Regions from separate parts of the Podarcis muralis genome. Here region 1 is linked to region 2. The links are chromatin contacts, called in public Hi-C maps. All regions are on one chromosome and are shown on one strand. Each heading gives the region's core, a stretch centred on a gene start, on an enhancer-like site or on the middle of the called end of the contact. The rest is flanking DNA. Distances are from core to core; before and after follow the strand shown.

The links. Hi-C and Micro-C count contacts between places; a contact is called where the count stands out from the background.
Region 1: a contact with region 2 is called in a Hi-C map of blood, with 5 times the contacts expected there. The contact joins the promoter of CHCHD4 here to the promoter of ZXDC in region 2. A contact is called at or near these places in 2 of 3 Hi-C or Micro-C datasets (blood and tail).

Annotation. Positions count from the first base shown.
Region 1 is chr2:86,574,462-86,581,173 of rPodMur119.hap1.1, reverse strand. It overlaps CHCHD4 (coiled-coil-helix-coiled-coil-helix domain containing 4), which reads left to right and starts at 1,518. Exons shown (of 3, transcript XM_028719239.2): 1 at 1,518-1,686; 2 at 6,028-6,126. The coding sequence starts at 1,665. TMEM43 (transmembrane protein 43) reads right to left here and starts at 1,216. Exons shown (of 12, transcript XM_028719237.2): 1 at 877-1,216. The coding sequence starts at 888.
Region 2 is chr2:86,443,834-86,450,540 of rPodMur119.hap1.1, reverse strand. It overlaps ZXDC (ZXD family zinc finger C), which reads left to right and starts at 1,414. Exons shown (of 9, transcript XM_028719231.2): 1 at 1,414-4,535; 2 at 5,972-6,124. The coding sequence starts at 3,275.

The DNA of each region.
Region 1 (6,712 bases), core at 269-2,768, 130 kb before region 2:
ATTTTAAACCCAATGGTGTTGTTTTAACTGCACAGGCATATGCAAGCAGAAGTAAGCCCTGTCAAATTTGCCCTGGTAAATGATAGAATGCTGTTAGTGTGGCTTCTCTCCTGCCTTTTGTGTCTATTTACTTAAAAACGTTGTTACTGTGGGGTGGAAAGTAGAAGCGAGTCCCCTTTAATCTGAGCATGTGTTGCAGCCAAGGTAAACTGTATGTGTGTACTTGTACGCACTGGAACCCAAAAAAGGTCCGTTTTCAAACTTGGTGAGTGACAACACCCTGAAACAATTCATAAGCAGACGCCCTTTTCCAAGGGAATAGCTGCGCTAGATGTTGGCAGCAAAGAGGATGCAGAATAAGTCACACAGCATCTTAAGGAATATGCTAGTTAACAACACCTAACGTCTCAGACTCAGAGGAATCGGTATTTCCGTAGCAATAGTAATATAAACCACGGAGGAGAAAGCGGTTCCTCTCCAAGCAGTATCTATTTAATTCTCCATTTTAAGTCCTGCAAGCAGCATCTATTTAACTTCTCCGCATCAGAAAAAAAATCCACCGCTGTTCGTTCCCGCGCTGACAAGCCAGCTGATCTCACGCCACCCGATCCTGTGCACATTTACTCGGAAGTAAGTCTCGCTGCGTTCAATGAAGCTTGCTGCCTCCCAAGCCAGAGTGCGTAGGATCGCAGCCCCGGGATGCCCGCAAGTTTTTGGTGTGTCTCAGCCCGTCTCTAAACCCGCGAGCGTAGAGATCTAGTTGAGATCCCTGCCTTGCAAAGAGAGGTTGGGCTACAGGAGCCTCGGGGTCCCTTCCAACCGAACAATTCCATGATTCCTAGGGCCACCTTTAAGGAAAGGGAGACACACACTTACATTTCGAGACATCTTGAGTTTGCGAGTCTCTAAACTCCGCCGTAAGATCCTTAACACTGGAAGGAAAGAACGGAATGCAAATCCTCAGGAATCCCCACCCAGGCAGGGGTTAAGCAGTCACTCCCACGAGGTGCCCCGCCTCTCCGCTGCCGAGCAGGACGCTCGAGGCTGTCGCGCGTGCGCACTCCCTCCAACGAGCCTTCGCGGGCATGTCAGGGAACAGAGAGCGGCCGTGGAGCATGCTGGGAAATGTAGTCGTTTAACGGGACAGGGGCGGCCACGCGTATTTATTTATTCTCTCCCCCTCCCCCGCTGGGACTATCATTGAACTTCCAAGCGTTAAGTAATAATAAAAAGGGGGCGGTGGTCATTTATCACACAGGCCGACGAAGCATGTTTTGTGGAGAAAAGGAGGATTTACGCGCACAGCACGCTGGGACATGTAGTACTTCAGGGATAAGCCGACCACGCCGAGCTCTTCTCCTCCCGTTAGTTATGCCTTTGAGGCCCCGCTAGAGAGAACGCGGGAGGGAAGGCTCCGCCCCTGCCCGGCTCCCCTTGCGCGCCTCAGAAAAAACCCAGCGCTCAGGCGGACTCCTGGTCTCCTCATCCTCCTCGGGGTCCTTCCGGCGCGGGTGAGAAGTCGCCGCGAGGGGGAAAGCGCGCGGTCCGCTGTGCCGCCGGCTCACGGTGGCGGTGCTGGCGGGGCCGACGGACGGACGGGTCGCTCGTTGGGCCATCCGGCGCCGCGGAAGGAGCAACGCGCTGCTCGCGAGCTCTCCCCAGCCATGTCCTACTGCAGGCAAGAAGGTACTGGGGGCGAGAGAGAGAGAGCGAGCAAGCATTGCTCCCCGCCCCGCGTTTCCTTATGGGGGTCTCGTCCCCGGCTCCTTCTCCCGAGGCGCTTGGGAAGGAGCACGCTTTGGCCGCCCTCTTCTTCCCCTTCTCGGTTTTCTTTACCCTCGAAGCAGCCCTGCGAGCTGGACTGAGAGAGAGTGACCGTCCCCAAGGTCACGGGGTGGGAAGCCATGTGGCTGAGGAGGGATTTGAACCTTGCTCTTCCACATTTTAGCCACGGAGAGTGCGGGTGGGCAGGTTTTTTAAGAGGGCTCATCTCGTCTGGTGGTGGTAGTAATAATAATAATAATAATAATAATAATAATAATAATAATAATAATAATTTTAATGAATAATAATTATTATATTTTATTTATACACTGCCCAACTGGCTGGGTTTCCCCAACCACTCTGCTTGGCTTGCAGCACATATAAAAACATAGTAAAACTTCAGACATTTAAATACTTCCCTAAACAGGGCTGCCTCCAGGTGTCTTCTAAAAGTCAGATAGTACTTTTATTTCCTTGACACCTGATGGGAGGGTGTTCCACAGGGCGGGCGCCACTACCAAGAAGGCCCTCTGCCTGGTTCTCTGCAACTTGGCTTCTCGCAGTGAGGGAACTGCCAGAAGATCCTCAGAGGTAGACCTCAGGGTCCAGGCTGAACGATGGGGGTGGAGACACTCCTTCAGATATACCTATTAAATGTATCTGCAACTGAGTCAGGTGTTGGAAACGTGGTTTGTCAGGACACCTTCTTTTCCAAGGGCTTTTGGGTATTTGCAAAGTTTGCTGGTCACGAAACATCCCAGGGACTGAACTCTGTTGTTTTGAATGTAACGTTGCTGCCTTTATTGTTAGTTCACCAAAGCCCAGCACTGTCTGCTTCGACTTGGCAGCATCTCTGTCCTGCAGGGATGGGGAACCTGTGACCTTTATTATTATTATTATTATTATTATTATTATTATTATTATTATGTAGATTATTAGTAGACAAACACAACATTTGAACACAAGCTTATATTTATTTGTGAGCAAGGAACTTTGGTGTTAGGCCACAGCTATTTTATAAACAGTGGTACCTCGGGTTACATACTCTTCAGGTTACATACGCTTCAGGTTACAGACTCTGCTAACCCAGAAATAGTGCTTCAGGTTAAGAACTGTGCTTCAGGATGAGAAATTGTGCTCCAGAGGCGCGGCAGCAGCAGGAGGCCCCATTAGCTAAAGTGGTGCTTCAGGTTAAGAACAGTTTCAGGTTAAGTACGGACCTCTGGAACAAATTAATTACTTAACCTGAGGTACCACTGTACTGTAGTAGTATATAGTTTTTGATATTCATGGTAGGATGCTGTTCCTTTTACTGACAGTTAACAAAATGAGGCTTGCTCAGTCTTTCCCCCCACTCTCTTTCTCAGTTTTCCCTTCCTTCCCCCACAGAATAGAGTGAATGAAGTTATGACACTGTCTAGCAGTTGCTGTCCAGTTATGCAATGATAAATATGTTGTCATATTTATCATTACATAACTTTCAGAACTGTAAACCGCAGCATCTGCAATTTAATAGTTGAGTCTAATAAGGAGTTAGGTAAATAGTTAGGTAACTATGGTAGTAATAAAGTGGTACTAATTTTTAAGCGAAAGCAATGAGTTGTGATTTACGATTAAGCTAAAGTCACTTAAAGTCTTAAATCAATACTTCTAATTATGTTTGTGGGGGTCTGCTTTGTCTAATGCTGTGAGACTACTGCTGTGAGTTGGTGGCTGAAGGAAAGTTAGAAACTGAGGTATGAAAGCTAGGAGCTAAATGGCACCTTAAACCTAGGTTGTGGGCACAACAAGGGAATGTCTAGGTGCTCTTTTTTATAACAAGAATGCAAAGCTGAAAAGGAGCTGCAGCTAAAATATTATGTTCAGTTTTCACATGGTCTAGTCCTTCCCCTAATATTCTTATGAGGGTCTCCTCTCCAGTTTTCAGAGAGTAGCTGGAAGTGGGGAGGCAGAAAAAGGTCCTCTTTTCCTTCCACTCTGCAGTTTTAATCAAATCTTAGGTGCAATACTCTGCCCAGAGCTCAAAAAGTGCTATCACTAATGAAATTCCCTGTTGCAAAATGCGCCTAGAACAATGGGAGTTTCGAACACTGGCTGTGTATTTGAGACACATAGTAGTACAGTCATACCTCGGGATAAATACACTTCAGGTTGAGCACGTTCAGGTTGCGCTCCGCGCTGACCCAGAAGTAACGGAGCATGTTACTTCTCGGTTTCGCCACTCGCGCATGTGCGGATGGTCAAAATGACGTCATGCACGGAAGCGGCGAAATGCGACACGCGCAGACGCGCTATCACGTCTTAAGTTCTGTTCAGGATGCGAACGGGGCTCCAGAACGGATCCCGTTTGCATTCCGAGGTACCACTGTACATAGAATTATAGAATTGTAGGTTTGAAAAGGACCCCAGGAGTCATCTATTACACTAACCCTCTGCAAGGCAGGAATCTCAGCTAAAGCATCCATGACAGATGGCCATCCAACCTCTGCTTAAAAACCTCCAATGAAGGAAAGTCCACAGCTTCCTGAGGGAGTCCGTTCCACATCATTGTCAGATGCTGTCATGGCACTTGGTAGTTCAGGCAACTCCCCATTTGCATGGGGGCTGCGTTCTGGGTCATTGTGTGCTTGTGTGAAATCGCATATAATTGGAGCGCTCATTGAAAAAGCGTGCAAACACCCAGGCGTGCCCTCACCCTGTTCCTTTTTGTTACGTTTTTGGCTCACTTCCAGATTCAGCCTGATGCATGTGTGTGTGTTCATGCACATATCGGACACACCTAAAACGGCCACGCCTGTATTTCATTTCCATTATGTATAGATAGTGTGCTTTAGTTATATGAGAACTCACATTTGGAGAATGAGTTCACACTACCGTCGTACCTTGGTTTTCGAACAGCCTAGTTCTTGAATGTTTTGGCTCCCGAACAATCGAAACCTGGAAGTGAGTGTTCCGGTTTTCAAACGTTCTTTTGGAAGCCGAATGTCCAACAGGGCTTCTGCAACTTCCAATTGGCTGCAGCCAATCAGAAGCCGTGTTTGGATTTTCGAACGTTTTGTAAGTCAAACAGACTTCCGGAATACAGTGGTACCTCTGGTTACGTACTTAATTTGTTCCGGAGGTTCATTCTTAACCTGAAACTGTTCTTAACCTGAAGCACCACTTTAGCTAATGGGGCCTCCCGCTGCTGCTGCACTGCCGCCGCGTGATTTCTGTTCTCATCCTGAAGCAACCCGAGGTACTATTTCTGGGTTAGGAGAGTCTGTAACCTGAAACGTATGTAACCTGAAGTGTATTGTAACCCAAGGTACCACTGTAGATTCCATTCGACTTCCAAGGTACGACTGTATTAGTATTTTGGATTAAGAACAAAAGCAAAATATCAGGTAGATAAATTTTTGAAATCCACCTTAAGTCTGTAATTGACAAGGAGAGAAACTTTGCAGTAATCTCTCTGAAAAATTGCCTTTCTTTAAAAAAAATAGATCTGAATGAAGCTAATCAATTCTATGAAATGACTGGGGTGAGTGTTGTTACAAGATGATGTAATGCTTCACTTGCCTCTGGCCTGTGTGAGTTACTTTGGGTTAGGCAGCACTTCAGGGAAGCCTTTCATTGGAAGTGCTGATGCATGATTTCAGTGTTCTGGGGGCTGACAGTGGGGATGTGTCCGGGGAAAATCTCCATTGCAGGGTCATCCCAGGATAGCTGTTTCATGTGACCATATTTGGCTTGCTCCAACGCCACACTATAAAATCAAAGCAAATTGATTCACAATGGAAGTTAAACTACCCTGCTGCCATCATAAGCTCATTACTATTTGCCCCGTCTTTGTTGACTAATGAGATTAATTGATCTCTGACCCCTTCGTACCATTTTTTAAAAAGTGTTTGTGGACAGTAATCGGTCTTTTAGAATTAACAAAGCCTTCTCTCAAATTTTATGTGTGAGTCTTCATCAAAAGTTGGGGAAATACAATGGGATGAAGCAGAAGAGCCAAAGGCCTCTCTGGAGCCAGCCCAATGTTTATCCTTAATTTCTGAACATCCTCCAGTTCGCTTTAACCAAATGTAATGGCCAGACTCATGCACACAACTTTGATTGAAGCCTCTCCAGTGCCAATTGGAAGAGAATCATGAGCTTCTACTAGGAATGCATCTTTATATGGAATTGTTCAAAGGCTTCTGTTGGACAACTGTTCTGGACAGACTGTTCTATCTGGGCCTAATGCTCTTTGTCTCTCTCTCTTTTTTTAATTTTCAGGAAAGGACAAAATTATATTTGTGACCAAAGAGGACCACGAGACACCAAGCAATGCTGAACTGGTAGCAGATGACCCCAATGATCCTTATGAAGACCATGGTCAGTAGTAGAGAGGGGAAAGCATAATGTTCAATAGGGCTGTATACTGGTATTGAAATAACATCGTAATAAGTCTTTCAACACAAATTGCTGGTTCCTGTTAGCAGAGAGATTTGCTCAGTACCTTGTAATAATCCAGGGTATTTAATGTGTGCTCTTCCATGTTTCCATGTGTTTGAAATTGGGTTTTCTTTATTATAAAAAATGTAGTCAGGAATCTCTAGGGGGCAGCAGTCACCCACAGAGACAGCTATGCTTGCACTGTACTGTGTTGGCCGTCACCTGTATATGATCCTATCTGAACCCTGTCTCTCAATATAAACTTTTGTGGTGTGGATTTGTTTTAAAATGTGCGTTCACTGTGTGGCCTGACATTTTTCTCACTTCTCCATAGTAAAAACAGCTGTGCTAAACTAAAAAATGTGTATAATGTATTTTCTAAGCTTATGCCCCGTTTTAGCTATCTTGGGGCTTCAGCAAAACAAACAATGTAAAACAAGTAATAAAAATACTTTAACTTGCCCCCTCCCCAACAGCTAAAACCAGTGTATAAAGTAAAGGTGTCAAAGTTATATTACTGAATAAC
Region 2 (6,707 bases), core at 165-2,664:
TCGTCGTCCCCCCCCAGGCACGAGGCTGGGGTGGGGGAAGCCCGAGCTTCCAGTTTGACCAGACTGCAGGACAGCAGGAAGACTGTAGTGCCTGGAACAGGTGAGGCTGCAGGTCCCTTATTTTGGCTGCTGGTCCCTTATTTTCAAATCTGTAAGTTGACAGCTATGGGTAGAAGAGGCTGAACTAGATGACTTTTGGTTCCTTCATAACTGCGATTCATTGCAAGGTTTTTTCCTCCTTTCATGGTTTTGTGCCAGTGGAATGCAGTTCAATTTAAGCTGTCAATGAATCGTATCTCACTGAATAGCCTAAGCGAGCTCTACAATAGAGACTTAAGGACACTCTGTTCCCAATAATGGGTTGTTGCTTTTTAAAAAGACGCTTATAAAGATTTTATATAAATATAAAGACAATATTTTGACAAGACATAATAGAGTAAACATGTTTGTGGCCAATATATATTCATTATAAAGGCAGATAAATTAATGAGCAGAAATGGGGTTGTGTACATATGTTGATACTGCAAATTGTTTCTTCACAAACTAAAATATCAAACCAAGATCATATGGTGGCATGGTTTGTTACGACATCCGAATCAGGCCTTTAAGTCTCTTAATTTAACAAATTACAGCACTGAATACAATGACAGATGATCCATTGTGACAAGGCCAGATTAATGTTTGAGTTTACCATGTTATAATATGCAGGTCCATCATGAAGCATATGGAATTCCAACAGAAAATGCTCAGCATCACTTAGCTTTTCCTCATGGCGGTTTTAGATACTTGTTATGCTTAGCAGTTGCTTGGATTAGCAAAGTTGTGGCTAGGAACGTGCAAATGTGTCAGTTATGGTTTCTCATTTTTCCAGTCTTAATTTCAGTTCTCCACATTCCCACATCAGTTTGCAGATTTTCTTTTAAGAGTCTTCATGAATATTATTCAGCATTATAGGGCAAATTTGCAAGCAATTTTCACCAGTGAATATTTGGGTACTATGTCCACTAATATATATCTGAGGTCCTTCTTTGTGTGCCCTCTCCATGGGAGGTGCAGAGGCTGGCAACACAAGATTGGGCCTTTTCAGTGGTGGCTCCCTGCGTGTGGAATGCTTCCCTCAGGGAGGCATGTGTAGTTCCACCTTCATCTGTTTTTAGGTGCTAAAGGTTTATCTTTACCTGGGCTTCTGGCCCTTAATTTGAAGGGTGGCACTTTCTTAGTGGAGTGGGATCTGTAAGATCTGCCTTTTATCTATATAGCTGTGTTTTCAGATTTTTATTGGATGCTTTTAGCTGGCTTCCAGGTTGCTTTGGGACACTTTTTGAAAAAAGTGACTAACAAATGATAGACAGATGAATTTTTTGAACCCTATACCTAGTATATGAATTTTTGTACTCATTAATTCATTGCAGAATTCAGAAATGTTTGAATCTTGAAGGATGGCTGAGTGTTCGGTTCACACACCATTTCAGGAAGTGCCAATTTAGCAGAGAAACCTTTAAATGTGAACTGAATTGAATTTCTCTCCACTGCCCTGGTGCAGGGGAAAGGGACTTGATTGTGCCACACTCATAGTGTAGCAGGTGTATGAAATACCCTAGCAATACAGAAAAAGGGCAGTTTCAGAAAGCTTTAGAAATAATGCAGTTGGCTAAGCATGAGGAGATTGTCCATTTCATAACAACAAAGATGTGTTGTGATTTTTTTTTTAAAAAAAAGTTCAAAAAATCACAATGGGTGTGTCAAAAGTTAGGACCAGCATGCAAATTTTTCCCAAGGTGGTATAGCACCACCTGCTGCTTAAATGATATTGTAGCAATTCCAGTTGTGGATATTTTGGGTGCAGTATTTTTGATTTTTGGAGAGTAGTAATTTGAAGAGAGAGGAAGGAGGCTTTTAAAGGGTGCTCCCCACTTACACGATTTTCACTGTGTGTAGGGTGCCTGAACCCGTGTAAAGTGGGGAGTCATCTGTACATAGTGGGAATACATCACGTTTCTTTACAACTTATGTATTGTATTGTTATGAGTTGTTGGGGATAGGCTGTATGCTTCAGCCCCCTTCTAATTCCTGGATACAGATGGATTCAATTCATTGAATAGCTAGACTAGCTTCCTGGGGAGCTAAAGACCCTCTAAGTGTTGGCCATTAAGGTAACAAAGGAAGTAGCTCTGTGCCAGAAAACAAATGGGTGAGCCCCCCTCCCTCAGCTCGCTGGTAGTTCACAAGATAAAGGCCAGAGTGGAGAGTTGAGTTATGTGAGCTAGAAGCTGGTAAGCTGGGGGACAGAGCTATGCCTTATTTCTGCTTGAATCCAAGGCTGTGGCTATGGGAGAAGCAAGAGTCTCTTGGAGTGCTAATGCTGTGAACCTCTCCATCCCAGGCTCAGGTTGTATATATGTGTAAATAAACCAAATATCCTAAAGACATCACAATCTTGGCAGGCCCTCACTGCAAGGAAACCTGAACCCCGGGGTATGTGCCTTGAACCCCTGGGATTTTGCACTGCTTGGAGATTGCGGTGGCGGGTAACAGTATCTTTAGTTGCTTTTTGCACTGTTTTTTAAACCTGCTTTTGTTGCTTTCATTGGTATGATTTAAATCACCTTAAGGTGTATGTGAAAGGCAATTCCCAAATAAAGTAATAAATAAATGTAAACAAGAAAGATCCAATCTAGGTGTAAGCCTCTTTCAACAGAGGAGGCGGAAACCTTGTTATTTCTGACACTTAGGTTCGTCCTGCACATGAAAAGCAGGACGTGGATGGCTTTAAAAGAGGATTAGGCAACTTCATGGAGGAGAGGGGCTATCAATAGCTCCACGATGGCTATAGCCCTGCCTCCACAGTCGAAAGCAGCAATTTTCTGAATTCCAGTTGCTGGAAACCACAGGAGAGGGAAGACGGCTCTTGCGCGTCAACCCTGCTTGCAGGTTTCCCACGGGCATCCGATTGGCCACTGTGAGAGCAGGGTGTTAAGACGGGATGGGCCACTGGCCTGATCCAAGACGACTGCTCTAATTTTTGCATACCCTTTCCCCCGACTTCTCTCCAATTTCCCAATTCCGCTCCGCGAGGCGCACCTTCCTGCGCTATTGCACACTCCACATAGCAATCCCGTGTCCGGGTTTTCCACCCAGCCGCGTTAGCTCCGGATCCCCTCTCTGAGCTGTTGTCTCTCTCTCGCTGAGCGATCCGCATTCCGGGTTTCTCCGCCCGCCCCGCCGGCCCCGCCCCGCGGCTCCGGTTTCAGCCGCTGCTACAGGGACCCCCAAGATGGAAACGCAGGGGCTGCCTGCCGCGGTGGAGGCGGCCCGGCCCGAGCCCGGCACCCACCAACATGGCGGCAGCGGCGCCGCGGCCGTTGGAGAGGGGGCTTCTTCCTCAGGGCCCGCCCGCCGACCCCCGCAGCCGCGGGACTCTGGGGCGGGAGCGGCAGCGGGAGCCTGGGGCCTGGACGTGACATTTCCGGTGCTGCTGCTCCTGGAGGGCAAGAAGCCGCCGGAACCGCCTCAGCAGCAGCAACCGCCGCCGCCATTGCCGCCTCCTCCCCCTCTTCCTCCGCCGCCCGCCCCTCAGCAACCTCCGCAAGGGCCTTCCGCGAGCAGCGCCTTGGCCCTGCCGCCCGCGGGCCCCGGGCAGCCGCACGACAGCGACGCTCTGCTGCTGGTGCTCAACTTGGTGCGGGGCGGAGCCTCCGGAAGCCCCTCGCAGGAACCCGCCGCCACCACGACGACGCAGCAGCCGCCGCCTCCGCGAGAGGAGAAGCCCGGCGACGGCGGGGGGGAAGGTGCACTCGAGGCCGAGGCTTCCGGGCCCGTGGCTGAGGGGAGCGGACAGGCGGCGGCAGAGGACGACGACCCCGGCGCCGCCGGCTCCTCGTTCTCGGGCACGCTCACCATCAACAACCAAAGCCTGCTGGTGCGCTTCGAGAACGGGCTGCTCAGCCTCGGCGGGCCCGCGCAGCCGCCTCCACCTCCCGCGCCGCTCCTTCCTCCTCCTCAGGCGCTGCGCTCCTCCGGCGCTGCCGACGAGGCCTCGGCAGGAGGCCCGTCTCGGACTCCCGCGCCTTATTCTTGCCCCGAGCCCCGCTGCGAAGAGGTCTTCTCCCGCAAGCAGCTGCTGCGGCTACACCGCCTGTCCGCGCACGGAGGGGGCGGCGGCGGCGCTGCTGTTACGGCGCAGGATGGCGGCGGAGGAGCGGGAGAAGAAGCGGCGTCGGGGGGCTCCGGGCGGGCGGCGCGGCCCTTCTCCTGCCCGGTCCCCGGCTGCTCTTGGGCCTTCGCCACGGCCTACAAGCTGCGGCGCCACCTGCACTCGCACGACAAGCTGCGGCCTTTCGCCTGCTCGGCGCCCGGCTGCTCGAAGCGCTTCACCACCATCTACAACCTGCGGGCGCACGGCCGGGCCCACGAGCAGGAGGCGACGCACAAGTGCGAGGCGTGTGGGCAGCGCTTCCCCAGCGCCGCCCGCCTCGGCGCTCACCAGCGGAGGAGCCACCTGGAGCCCGACCGGCCTTACCGCTGCGAGTATCCAGGTAAGCAGCCGGCAGCTCTGACTCTCCCTCTTCTTATTTTTACAAAGGTCAACAAGTCTCGGCCTTTCGGACTTTGATAAGAGCCCCGCCTCAAAATCCGTTTGGACTTGTAGGTAGGCAGCACCCCCGGATTGCTGGCTGCATCCATTGCACATTTAAAGCGCACGAATTCCAATAGAGAATCCTTGGAAACCAGCTTCCAGTTCCAGTACCCTCAACAAACTGCGGCTCCCCGTATTCTTTGGGGAGAAGTCGTGCACTTTAAATGTGCAATGTGGATTTGTTTTGCACAGTGGAAAAAGCGGAAGAGAGTTGAATCGCAATCCCAGTACCCACTTGCAGTACTAATCTCTCTAAGAAAAAATACTTTGCCCTGCCCTCTTCATTAGGTGTTTTCGGCACCTTGTGGGATAGAATAGAGATAGTGATAAGACCCGAAATTACTCGTTGAGCTTTTTAGGTAAGTGAGGGTTTGAATCCAAGCCAGAACATCCACAATGCTGTAGGGTCATTCCATATCAAATGATTCATATATATTTTTTACCTCATGTCATCCGGTTTTCTTAATATTTTGTACACTTTTTTTAAAAAAATAAAATGTTAGATATAAACTTAGTTTTGATCATACAACAAGTGTACAAAATATTAAGAAAATTGGATGAGGTAAAAAAATTGGATCACTTGATATGGAATGACCCTGTAGTGGGGTTCAATATAAGTGCACTGTAATATTTAGACTTGTGCATAACTTTCAGCATTCTGTTTCCAAGGAAGAAGCACAGAAGGCAGACATGCAGGCCTTCATCTGTTGTTTGTTTTCTGCATTTGGTACTCTGAGATAATCTAATAGATTAGCTATCATGTACATTGTCTCTGTACATTTGAATGCTTACCATGCTGGAATGCTACAATATTAGATGTGGAAAATAAAGGTTAGCGAAACAACCAGAAAATTTGCACTCCAGTTTAGAAGAAAGGGAAATTGCAGAGTGATGTATAAGAATGACAGTGTGCTAGTGAAAAGGAGATGCAAAAAACTAACTTCAGCTGTAACATTATACTGCAGTACATTGCAGTATTGGAAATAAACTTAGTCCAGAGCAATTTACCAGAAAGGTCTTCATAGTTTAATGAGATATCTATCTATCTATCTATCTATCTATCTATCTATCTACCTATCTATCTATCTAGTTAGTTATTTACTGTTATTTAATGGGGTTGTAAACCACTTTTCAGGCAATTCCCCCCATAGTACTTAGAAATGATATGCCAATGTAATATACACAGTACGATACACCATTAAAACAATTTTAAATGATAATATTATTACCATGTACTTTTCTAGATCGCGGTAATAATAATATTCTAGTTCATGGTAATGCCCAATTGTTTTGTTTTCCACTGAAGCAGAGTTTGGTTCTTCCTTCTTTCTCTAGGTTGTGAGAGGACCTTCATAACAGTGAGTGCATTATTTTCTCATAATCGAATCCACTTCAGGGAACAAGAACTGTTCTCCTGCTCCTTCCCCGGCTGCAACAAGCAGTACGACAAAGCCTGCCGACTGAAAATCCACATGAGAAGTCACACAGGTGTGAAGCTAGGGCATTAGTTAAAGTTGGTTTGTCATTATTAGATAAACTGATTATGTTGAATTGAAATGTGTCCTTGATTCTTAGATGGAGTTGTGGTACTAAGGAATAAACACAGTTTTGTGTGTGGGTTTCCCTCCCCCAATCTATTTGATTTACTTGAATCCTGATGTTGTTCTGTGTTCTTGGGTGCACTGCTAGCTTGCTATCTTAAGTACAGTGGTGCCTCGCAAGACGAAATTAATTCGTTCCGCAAGTCTCTTTGTCTTGCGAGTTTTTCGTCTTGCGATGCACGGTTTCCCATAGGAATGCATTGAAAATCAATTAATGCGTTCCTATGGAAACCGCCTTCAGACCAGGTCCGGGGACAGTCTGCCCCCGACCTCTTCTGAAGGCTGGGGGGGGGGGGGGGACAAGGGCTTTTCTTCCCACCCCTAGCATTTTAAAAAACCCCGGGACAGCAGAGGACTTCTCCGCTGTCCGGGGCGATCTTAAAATGCTGGCGGGCGGCATTTTAAAATCGCCCCGGGACAGCGGAGGACTTCTCCGCTGTCCGGGGCGATTTAAAAGCCCCTGGGAAGGC